Regions from separate parts of the Gossypium hirsutum genome. Here region 2 is linked to region 1. A link is a contact called in public Hi-C data. All regions are on one chromosome and are shown on one strand. Each heading gives the region's core, a stretch centred on a gene start, on an enhancer-like site or on the middle of the called end of the contact. The rest is flanking DNA. Distances are from core to core; before and after follow the strand shown. Region 1 holds the start of LOC121220271 (classical arabinogalactan protein 26). Region 2 holds the start of LOC107913261 (E3 ubiquitin-protein ligase MIEL1).

The links. Hi-C and Micro-C count contacts between places; a contact is called where the count stands out from the background.
Region 2: a Hi-C map of leaf shows a contact between it and region 1, with 2.4 times the contacts expected there. The contact joins the promoter of LOC107913261 here to the promoter of LOC121220271 in region 1. A contact is called at or near these places in 3 of 34 Hi-C or Micro-C datasets (hypocotyl and leaf).

The regions. Positions count from the first base shown.
Region 1 is chrD08:11,436,918-11,441,857 of Gossypium_hirsutum_v2.1, reverse strand. LOC121220271 (classical arabinogalactan protein 26) reads right to left here and starts at 2,072. Exons shown (of 1, transcript XM_041099851.1): 1 at 1,495-2,072. The coding sequence starts at 2,072. The coding sequence ends at 1,635. LOC121202909 (protein NETWORKED 3A) reads left to right here. Exons shown (of 3, transcript XM_041099850.1): 3 at 498-1,378. The coding sequence ends at 1,234.
Region 2 is chrD08:11,927,576-11,933,002 of Gossypium_hirsutum_v2.1, reverse strand. It overlaps LOC107913261 (E3 ubiquitin-protein ligase MIEL1), which reads left to right and starts at 3,614. Exons shown (of 12, transcript XM_016841792.2): 1 at 3,614-3,820; 2 at 3,907-3,994; 3 at 4,153-4,209; 4 at 4,294-4,326; 5 at 4,405-4,482; 6 at 4,560-4,603; 7 at 4,715-4,755. The coding sequence starts at 3,759. It overlaps LOC107918517 (membrane-anchored ubiquitin-fold protein 3), which reads left to right. Exons shown (of 3, transcript XM_016848093.2): 2 at 421-591; 3 at 1,491-1,604. The coding sequence ends at 1,546.

The sequences.
Region 1 (4,940 bases), core at 823-3,322:
TTTCTGTTTTCTGAGATCTTACAGGCTTTAGCATGTACATGTGGGTGGCCCTCAGTGTACAGGGACCCTGAAATTGAAGTCCCCCCAGACATTGTTAACTTTCTCACTTTTCCATATTTCCCACTAACTTCTAAGTGTAGCTTTGCAGCTCAAGTAATTAGTCTTCCAAAAACATTACTTTATGAGCTAATAATGAATTGGACCCCTTGCATCTCAGGTTAATTATAAATGGATCATTCTAGGGAACGGGTATAGATTTGGATAGGACCCTTTGCTCATATTTAATTTAGCAATTGATCCTTTCTCTTCTATATGTCTGCCATTGAGAGATCTTTGCTTGATTAAAAGACCAGAAAGGTTCTGTTGCCATGTTGTTTTACCAGGGTGAAACGTTAACATTGACCAACTCATTCAACTTCCTGGAATTATTTTCTTTTACCATTATTTGTTTGTTCTGTTTAATTGCTGAAGTTTGAATGGTTTTCTTTTAATGATAGAGCTGGACTCCAAGACCAAGGCAATGCTAAAATTGATTGAGGAAGATGCAGATTCCTTTGCAAAACGTGCAGAAATGTATTACAAGAAACGTCCCGAGTTGATTAGCTTGGTTGAAGATTTCTACCGATCCCATCGTTTACTCGCTGAGCGGTATGATCAAATTAAGTTGGACCCTGGAAATCGCCTTGTAACAACATTGGGATCCCCATTTTCTTCCATGAAGTACTGCCATTCAGAGAAGACGATCAACTTGATGGATAAACTCTATGATAGCAGCTCCGAGACCTTTGAATCTGAAGACTATGCTGAATCAGAAGTTGATGACCCTGAACATGATGAAACTGGGGAGGAAGTTAAGGATCCCAAGCAGGAAGACAAATACGAAGCAGGTTTAGTAACTAAAGAAGGCCATGTTGTGAAGGAAGATGAATCGTCAAAGGTGTTCGGCGATGAATTGATGAAGTTAAGGGAAGAAATAGAGAAACTGAAAGAAGAGAACAAGGTTCAGAATGCTCAATTAATTCAGAAAGATGAAGAGAAGAAAGAGGTGATTAGACAACTCAGTTATGCTGTCCAAGCGCTCAAGGATGAGAACATGGAGCTGAAGAAGAATATGGTTAAAAGACCATCCCCCAGTAAATGGAGTCCCTTTGAATTCAACAAAATAAAGGGAGGACTATTTGGGATGTTGTTGAATGGATCCCCATTGTCTCGTTCTACTATCATTGCCCTGTAGTTTTAGTTAGGTTGCATTAAGGTAAGTAGCATATACATATACATATAGGAAAAGAGAGCAGTTCAAATTAGGAACTTGGAAGAATTGTTATACATGTGTTACCTTCTGAGAAATTTTATCAGTGTTTGCTATTCTTTCGTTCAATTGTTTCATTTGTGTACTTGTTTTCCCTTGTTGCTATTTCTTTTTTTTGTTTTTCCTTATTGTAACAGAAGTTGAACTTAATGTAGTCTTTGTGCTAATAGTATAAGCACTCTTTTGTACCAAATCAGAGTTCATACTAATAATTTGTATTAAATATAATAGTCAACAATCATGATTAACAATATCAAAAATAAATATATAGAAAACATAAAAAGAAAAGAGTTAAGCTACAAGGAACAATGCCATCAGCAGAAATTCACACACCAGAAAGCTTCTGCAATATACTAAATACTAGCAAACCAAGAAACAATGTTGGTTTTAAAGCTCGAGCTGAAGTCGGATAAACCGAAGTGGATGACGGCAAAGGGCTGTTAGACGGTGAAAATGCGAAACCAGGAGCAGGGGCCACGATGTTATCCGGATTCGGGGGACTGGGGCTTGAAGGAATTGTGGGCATCGACGAATGAGTAGGAGAAGGTGCCACACCATTCGGAGTAGGGAACAAAGGCTCAATGTCAGGGGGTAAACTTGGAGAAGAAGCAAGAGGTGCACTTGGAAGGAATGCCGGTGCAGCTGATATAGTTGAGTATTGTACATGTAAATATTGCTGAGATGATGAAGATAAGGGTAGTGAAGAAAAATAAGCCATTAAAAACATGAACAAGTTTCCCCATGGTGACCAAAGGGAAGCCATTGAAAATGAAGATAAATCGGTATGAGTGGTCCAAGTAAGGCAAATTTGAATGCATGAATATATGAGAAGAATGGAGTTGCAGGTGTTTTTATGTGCAGATGAGGGAAGAAGTGTGGTGGTGAAAAAGAGAGTGGGTGCTGTAAGTCAAAAGATGGTTGATAACTTTAATGGTAAAATACAGCTCCATGGGTTGGCTACTAGACAATGTGGATAAGTTATTTTCTTCAAGGTCTACATCATGATATAGGGTTTCTTTTATCCTTTTCCTTTGATTTTTTTTCCTATGTTTCACCCGTGATCTTTTTTGAAATAGATAGCTAAAATTATAAGACAATGTTGAGTCTTATTTAAGTATGTGTGGAATCATGAATATGACAATGGAATCGAAAATTCTTATATTATTTGGTTGGTAAAATCTTGCTATTAGTCCTTTTAATTTACGAATTTTGTGAATTTTGTTCATTTTTAGTCCTTACCAAATAATAATTGTTAAATTCATTAAGTTATGTTATGTTATTTTCAAAATTTAATGCGTTAAACATATTATCATATGTGTAATGCCATGTCAAATGATTATTTTCAGATATTACTCACTAAAAATCCAGTTAAATGATTAATGGCTATTATTTACATTAAGATTGAAATTTCAATATTTGAAAAGTATAGTCTTAAAATGATCCAATTGGAGAATATGGACTAAATCTAGAATTGTGCACTTAATACAGAACTATTAATTGAATTGTTTGGGTCAAGACTAAAGTTTTGAAATTTGAAAAGTACAGAGACTAAAATTGGCCATTTCAAAAAGTACAAGAACTAAAACTGATCAAATTAAAATATAAAGATTAAATCCATAATTTTCACTAAATATAAGTATTAACAACCGAGTTTAACCTAATTGGTTTAAGTAACTAAAAATGCTATTATTTTTTGTTTCCTAAAGTTTATTTTGTGCTTAATAACTTGGAGGAACATATCAATGGGAGTAACTGGTTTCTATTTGGTTAAATTTGATGCTTAAATGGTTATAATTTTATGAACTAAGTATAACAACAAAAATTGATTGGTTGGGTGAGAATTAAACTATGCAAGGCCATGATTAGAATAATTGTTATATGATTTGTATGAAGGGGCTATTGTCTTGGAAAGAGAGAAAATCTTGAATTTATATTTTTTAAATTTTCAGTCCACTTTTTCTACAATAACATTTCATTATAACAATTAAGTTTTTAGTAGAATTGATTTTTTATGTTTTATTTTAATTTTTATAACAACTTTTTACTTGTAACAAAAATAATTGTAACACTCTTTACCTGACTCGATCGTCAGGTCCAGATAACAAGATATCACATTCGTTGCCAGAGCAATTACAATCAATTATATATTAAAATGATCATTCAAACATAAAAACATGCCATAAACACATTTACAATATGATACATAATCAAATTCGAGCCTTAATCGAGTTTACGAAAGCTCATTTGTTGACTCGAGCATGAAATATGACTAAATTGTAAAGTTTCAAAACTTCAAATCGATGTCGGGATGTGAGGGAGTTCCTCGTCGTGACGTGACATATTGACTTGGCCTCATTGTGACAATGGGGTTCCTCGTCATGTTGTGGCTTGAAGTCCTAAGCTCGTTGCGACGATCATCTCCTGAAGTCGCGATGTAAACTCTATTTTTGGTATATTTTAGGCTATTTGGTACTTATTTCGAGCTTTCACTCAATCATACTTATTTTGTGCACAAGGCATATGATGTGTCACAAAACTAACTAAAAATACAACAAAGGCAAGTGCACCTATCAATAAATACTATAGCTACGATGAGTAAAGATATCGTATCCATGATGACTAAAAGTACTAGAAATTACCGTTTTCCTATTATTTAACCAACAAATTAGAGTGATTGATTTAAATTAAAATTACTAAATTAATTTAACTAAAGAACTCAACAGAGAATAAATCATAAAAATAATTGAATAATAACCAATAAATGAAACGATACCCAGAAAATAATCCACCTAGACTTCATTTATCATTATGAATTTGAATTAAACGATTTATTCACTTGGTATCTTGATCCATAGAAATCCCTAAATTATGCTAATATCTCTTTCAAGACTAAGAGCAACTGACTCTAGGTTGAATAATTGAAATTTTTTTCTAATTAAAACCCCTATTGTCGCATTAACTCGATCTATAGATTCCCCTATTAGATTTGACTCTAATCCGGCAGATTTATGTCATACTTTTCTAGGATTGCATGCAACTCCACTTAATTATGCTAGATCTACTCTTAAATAGAGACTTTTCCTCCTCTGATTTAAGCACATTAAACATGAATTAAAATCCTAGAAATATTAAAACAAGAGATAAGCACATATAACTGAGAACAAGAATAAAGTATTATTGCATAAAACAAAAATCAAATAATAGAATTCATCATAGGGTTCATCTTCCCTAGGTATTTAGAGAATTAGCTCATAATTGTGAATAAAAACATCTTAAAGACAGAATAACCACAGGAAGTAAAGAAACTCATAAAAACTTCAAAAGAAATTAAAAGGAGGCCATCAATCTTGATGGAAATCTACTTCAGAGTTGGCTCCAATGGTGCTCTTTGAGTTGTTTTTTACAATATTCTCTAATGGCTCTCTCTTTTCTTCTTCTATTTGGTATTTATAGACTTTAGAATGCCCAGAAAGCCTAAAAGTTGCGTTTTTCCACGTGTTTGGGATGCGAATCGCGAAATCAACACGGTCTGAAACATGGTCGCATGCCAGCCCATGTGGCTCACACGGCCGTGTATCCAACCATTTGGGAAGGCCCAGCCTGCATGGCTCCTAAAAGCTGCTCTATTTAC
Region 2 (5,427 bases), core at 2,365-4,864, 490 kb before region 1:
TGTCTTTTATCTAATCACTTTTGACCTAACCATGACTTGAGGAGCATGTGCTTGATACTTTGGTATTCTGGTCTTAGCTTCGAATTTGTTTTCTACATTATCTGTTTCTGACCCTGTTGTTGATAAGCATAAACTCAAGTATTCAGCATTATCTGTATGGTATTTTAAAAACAGTTCTTCATTTTGACGTATACTTGTTTGAATGACATTGATTTATCTACAATGTTCATATATGTACATACACTAGCCTCAATTTTCATTTTGATGGTACCATTCAGCTTGGAGAAAAGGGGCTGATATTGGCAACTGTAAATGAGCTCATATATGCATGGGGCATGTTTATGAATTTGAGTTTAGAATGTCTTGGATGTTGCTCCCGCTGTAACCATCTGAGTTAATTGAATCTGCGTGTATTTTCAGGCAAAACAGTCACACCGAAGTCAATAAATGATTTGAAAATTATACATGCTGGTAAAGTTCTGGAAAACAACAAAACACTAGCTGATTCCAGGATAACGTTTGGTGACCTTCCTGCTGGTGTTATTACCATGCACGTAATAGTGCAGCCTGCTATAGCAAAAAATAAGTCAGGTTTGTCAAGTTCTCCTTATATTTTTATAGATAAACATGTTAGGAAAATGAATCTTCTTGGTATTTTAAGTTTCCTAGAATTAGCATGCCTTCATGCTATTACAAGATTTTCACATAGATCCTTGCTGAATCCATGGCATATAAATCTGTCCACTAAACCTCCATTTCTTTCCTGCTACAAATTCCTCATGAAAAAGAAATAAATATGGCTGGAACAAAATAAAGCTCTGTGATTTCATTAAGTAAAGCAGCCCTACGAAGCAATCTCATCAATAAGCCTTGTAAAGCAGTTCTGAAGCTAGTAGAGAAGCAAGATATTGAAGTCGACCAAGGTTTTGTTTTGTTGCCTACTTCAGTAACAGGTCCCCAAGGCTTGTTTTGCCTTTTCCTTTTCCCTCACTTTGTTTATAATAATCTTTCCCTAAAGGCTGGTGGGGTTTTGGAGGATGGTTGCTTTGAATTATTTTGAGAAATAAGCAGATGGTAGTTGGTACTGCATCAATGATTTTTAAAATTTTAGTTACTGTTTTCACACTATTCACTACTTGCATTTGAGAAGGAAACATGCAAACAATTCCTAGTTAAGTCTCACTTTATCATCACTGCAAAGAATTTGTCATTAATGGAATTTCACATAATTATGTTAGTGGTCTTATTCATTTTGGAATTGCCTCTATATGACCAAACCTCTAGATGCTTTATGTATTAAGTTAATGTCCCAAAATTCTAGCATGTAGTCCGTAGAAGAATCTGCTTTTGTTCCATTCACGAATATTTTTCTTTTCTGTTTTTGTTGCTTGTGAACCGAAAATCTATTTCTATAGCTATAGTCTAATGGTGTAAACTTCCTCTAATATCTCTTTGTTTTCCCGTTGGTGTTTCTTTTTTGTGCACTGCAGGAAAGAGCAAGGAAGATATGCAGAAGCTGAATTCATGCGGTTGTATTATTCTTTAGAATGTAAATATGCTCCGTAGTTGTCAACTGTCATTAAATATAGATAATTTTTCCCTCACATATATAGGCGTTAGTTGCTTTTGAAATGGTGTTCGTGTGTATACTGGTTGGCCTGCTTACTATGATATCTTTGGTTATGTGTTCCTTAATCCTTGTGAAAGTGTATAACCATCCTACAATAGTAAACATGTTCTGCAAGAAGAAAGCATCTTGATAGTTGCGCAACTTGTGCTTGATTCCCGAGCTGCACCTCGAGTTGCGAGTCCTTTGTTCAAGTGCTCCTCGGGAGATGCCTCAGAACCGGTTTGAATAAGATTACATTCATAGCTAGGCTATTCAGAAGCCAATTTTGTGTAAGGTACAGATATATGAGATGCATGTGAGAGAAAGAATGAAACAGATATGATAATATGATATGGTTAGTGCAAGTCATTGATACATGTAAAATTTCTGAAAAGAAAAATTACAAATAGCTTAGGGGCTTTTGACATGAATCAAGTTTTCATTTTGTTTCAGTTGACGGGAAAATCCGCGATTGACCTTTCACATGCTTTGATATTTGCCGACACGGCTTGATTATCGATGAAGGATATATGCTCCATCTCAAAATTTCAGTCGTCGTGTTTCTAGCATTGGTTTATGTTGGTTCTTGTTACATGTCTTCACCTCGTCGAGTGGTTGAAAGAACTTGTCAAGTCAATCGTTTTGATAAGAGAAATTTGTTTATTGGAAATATCTTAATTTTGATTAGAAAAATTTGTTTATTGGAAATATCTTGTCTAGCATCTCGTCTTAAATGATTAGCATGTGAATCTCGATCAATTTTCACATCACATTATTGGGATTTATTTAAAGTAATCTATCAAGAGAAGATCCTTCATAGTCCAAAGACATGTATTAAGGGTACACATAACAAATCTACTACATAACGTGGCAACGTTATGAGATTCACAAAAAAGCCCATATCTAAGAAAACAGAGAAGGATGGATACAAGACATACTTGTGAGACTATTACTTTTGTCGAAGTGCCTCCTCAACCCGTCCTCTATTGAATCAATTTTCAATTCTTTACATGACTAGTGGATGAACCGTCACTTATCAATTATCACTCAATTTACTTCTTTGTATCAACTCTTCTAATTATTTTCTTTCATTTTAAAAAGTATTTGTATATCATCCAAAATTAATGATATCCGTATTAAAAACATTCTTAATTTTATCATTTACATTTGAGTTATTATCTTCATTAACAAACAACAAATTTTATAAAATGTTAATGTTAAAACTTGATGAAAGGAGAAAAAGGACAACAGTCCACGGTGATTGTTAACAAGGAACAACCTTTATTAAAGGGATAATGTATATGGCCATTGAATTTGTTCATTATATCTAGTTGATTCCTAAATTTATATTCTTGTTAACTAAGTTGATATATCCACATTGACACTATTAATTTTGCTGGTATGGCACTATTATTCAATCTGATGGTGCCACGTGATGTTTTGAGAGGTTGCCACATGGCAAACATAAATTACAAAATATATTTATGTTTTCCATGTGGTGTTATGAGAAGTTGTCACGTGACATCATCGGATTGATTAGCAGAGTCACATTAGCACAAACTAACGGTGTTAATGCGAAGGTACTAACTTAGTTGATGGAATACAAATTCAATGCTAACTAAATCCAAAAAAAATTTAGAAACTAACTAAATATAAATAGACAAATTCAGATGTCAAATTATATATAATCTCTTTATTAAATGTATAAATGTCAAAATGAGTGAGAAGTTAACAACAGTCGACGGGGAAGGGGTGAAATAAGAAAACATTCAGTGACGATTGTTACGACGTAGGCTGAGGCTAATATCTACTGCTAGCAGTTAAACAAATCTTTTTTTGCAAACGTAAGATAAAAGTGAATTCCATTGGCATTCAAAAAAGGAAAAAAGAAAACATCAGTTTGATTTACAAGCCTAATAAGGCCGAGCAAACATGATTGACTTTGAAGGCCTAATAGGCCCAATTTATTTATATTTAAAAATTATTTAAAAGTTTTATAAAATCGATTAACTTTTTAATATACGACACGGGTAAATTTTATGTTTTTCTATGTTGTTCTTAATTTCCAGAAAGGGGAAAAAAAAACAGAAAGAAGAAGAGCAAAAGTCTCTATTTTGTTCTTTCTTTCTTCGTGTTCCTATTCTAACCAATGGCAGGGGACTCTGTAATTTCGCCTCAGAGAAGCAAAGATTTCGGAAAACACGAGCATGGGTATCTTCTCTTTGCTCTATATTCTTTTTTGTTTCCTTTGGGTTTCAATTTGTTAAATTCTTTTTTTTTGTTTGTTTTTCTTTCAGATGCGATCACTACAAGAGACGATGTAAAATCCTTGCTCCTTGCTGTAATAAGATCTTCCCTTGCCGTCATTGCCATAACGAGACCTCAGTACTCTCTCTCCCTTCTCTCGTTTCCCTTTCCCTTTTCATGTTCATTTACGTTTTTAAATTGCCTGCCTTGGTTAGATATATTTATTAATCTTATTGTTTTGGATTGTTTAAAATTTTTTTCTTTTAATAATTCATTTATTTATTTGTTTAATTTAGAACTCACTTAGCAACCCAAAAGATCATCACGACCTTGTCAGGCAGGATGTCAAGCAAGTATGTCTTATTTGACAAAATCACCTTTCATGTTGTACCTTAACATATAATTGTTATAATGGAGTGGAGTTGATGATGTGTCAGGTTATTTGTTCAATCTGCAATACCCAACAGGAGGTATGTCTCGTTGCATTTAATTCTGTGGTAGTAACTGTAAGTGTCTCAACTCTGAAAGTCCATTTTTCTAATGTCCAGGTTACTCAAGTCTGTTCCCATTGTGGGGTAAACATGGGAGAATATTTCTGCGACATTTGTAAATTCTATGATGATGATGTAAGATCATTGCATGTTTATGTTTACTTTTATTCCACTTAAAGAATCATGTTGAGTTTATGTTATGAATGTTGCAGATTACAAAGGGACAATTCCATTGTAATGATTGTGGAATTTGTAGGTTAGTTAGCATGTTGTGTCCGATTGCTTAAGTTTTTTACCTGTTATTGTAACTTGTTTCCGTCTTATATCTTGTCAACTTCTAGTCTGGTCTAATCTGTGGTTTACACAGGGTTGGTGGCCGTGATAAGTTCTTTCACTGCGAGAAATGTGGTAGGCAGTCTTATTACCATTCTTGCTCCTTAATTGATTTAGTTTTAGAGTTGGTTTCTTTTATAGTATTGTATGGAATTTCCTGTTATACTTGTTATGGGGCACAATATGCTATTCCTCTTTAAGCTGAAAAGAAACGGAAAAAGATGAAAAGGATAGCTGAATTATAAGTTATTGATATTCATGGTGGTTTGATCATATTAACCAGATGTGGTTCTTCTCTAATTTTTGTTTATTTCATAGGATTAACCTAAGAAAGCCAAAGGAAATAGCCAAAATCGTAATGATAGATAGCCCTTAAAATCCTTCTTTTCCCTACTGTTGTAATATTGCGGAGTGCAGCGAAGTATATTGGCTTTATCTGTTGTTTAGATGGCCGTGTTCCAGAGTGTTTATTGAGGCGTGTTGCAGTTCTATAGTCGTAGTGTCTCCTATTTTGTCCATTATCATTTTAAACATAGGGCTCAAAGAGATGACTCCTAAGACATCTGGGGTCCTTTCAATGAGTTTCTGACTCCATTAGATAGTTGCAGATTTAATGGTGTCCCAAGCTAGGTTACTTCAGACTCGTAAAATTCACTTAGTTTTAGATTTAAGCTGGAGTTTCATTTAAAGGCTAAAGAAAAAGGCATATTAGGGAACCTATCTCTGTACTTGTTTCTTGTAAACTTT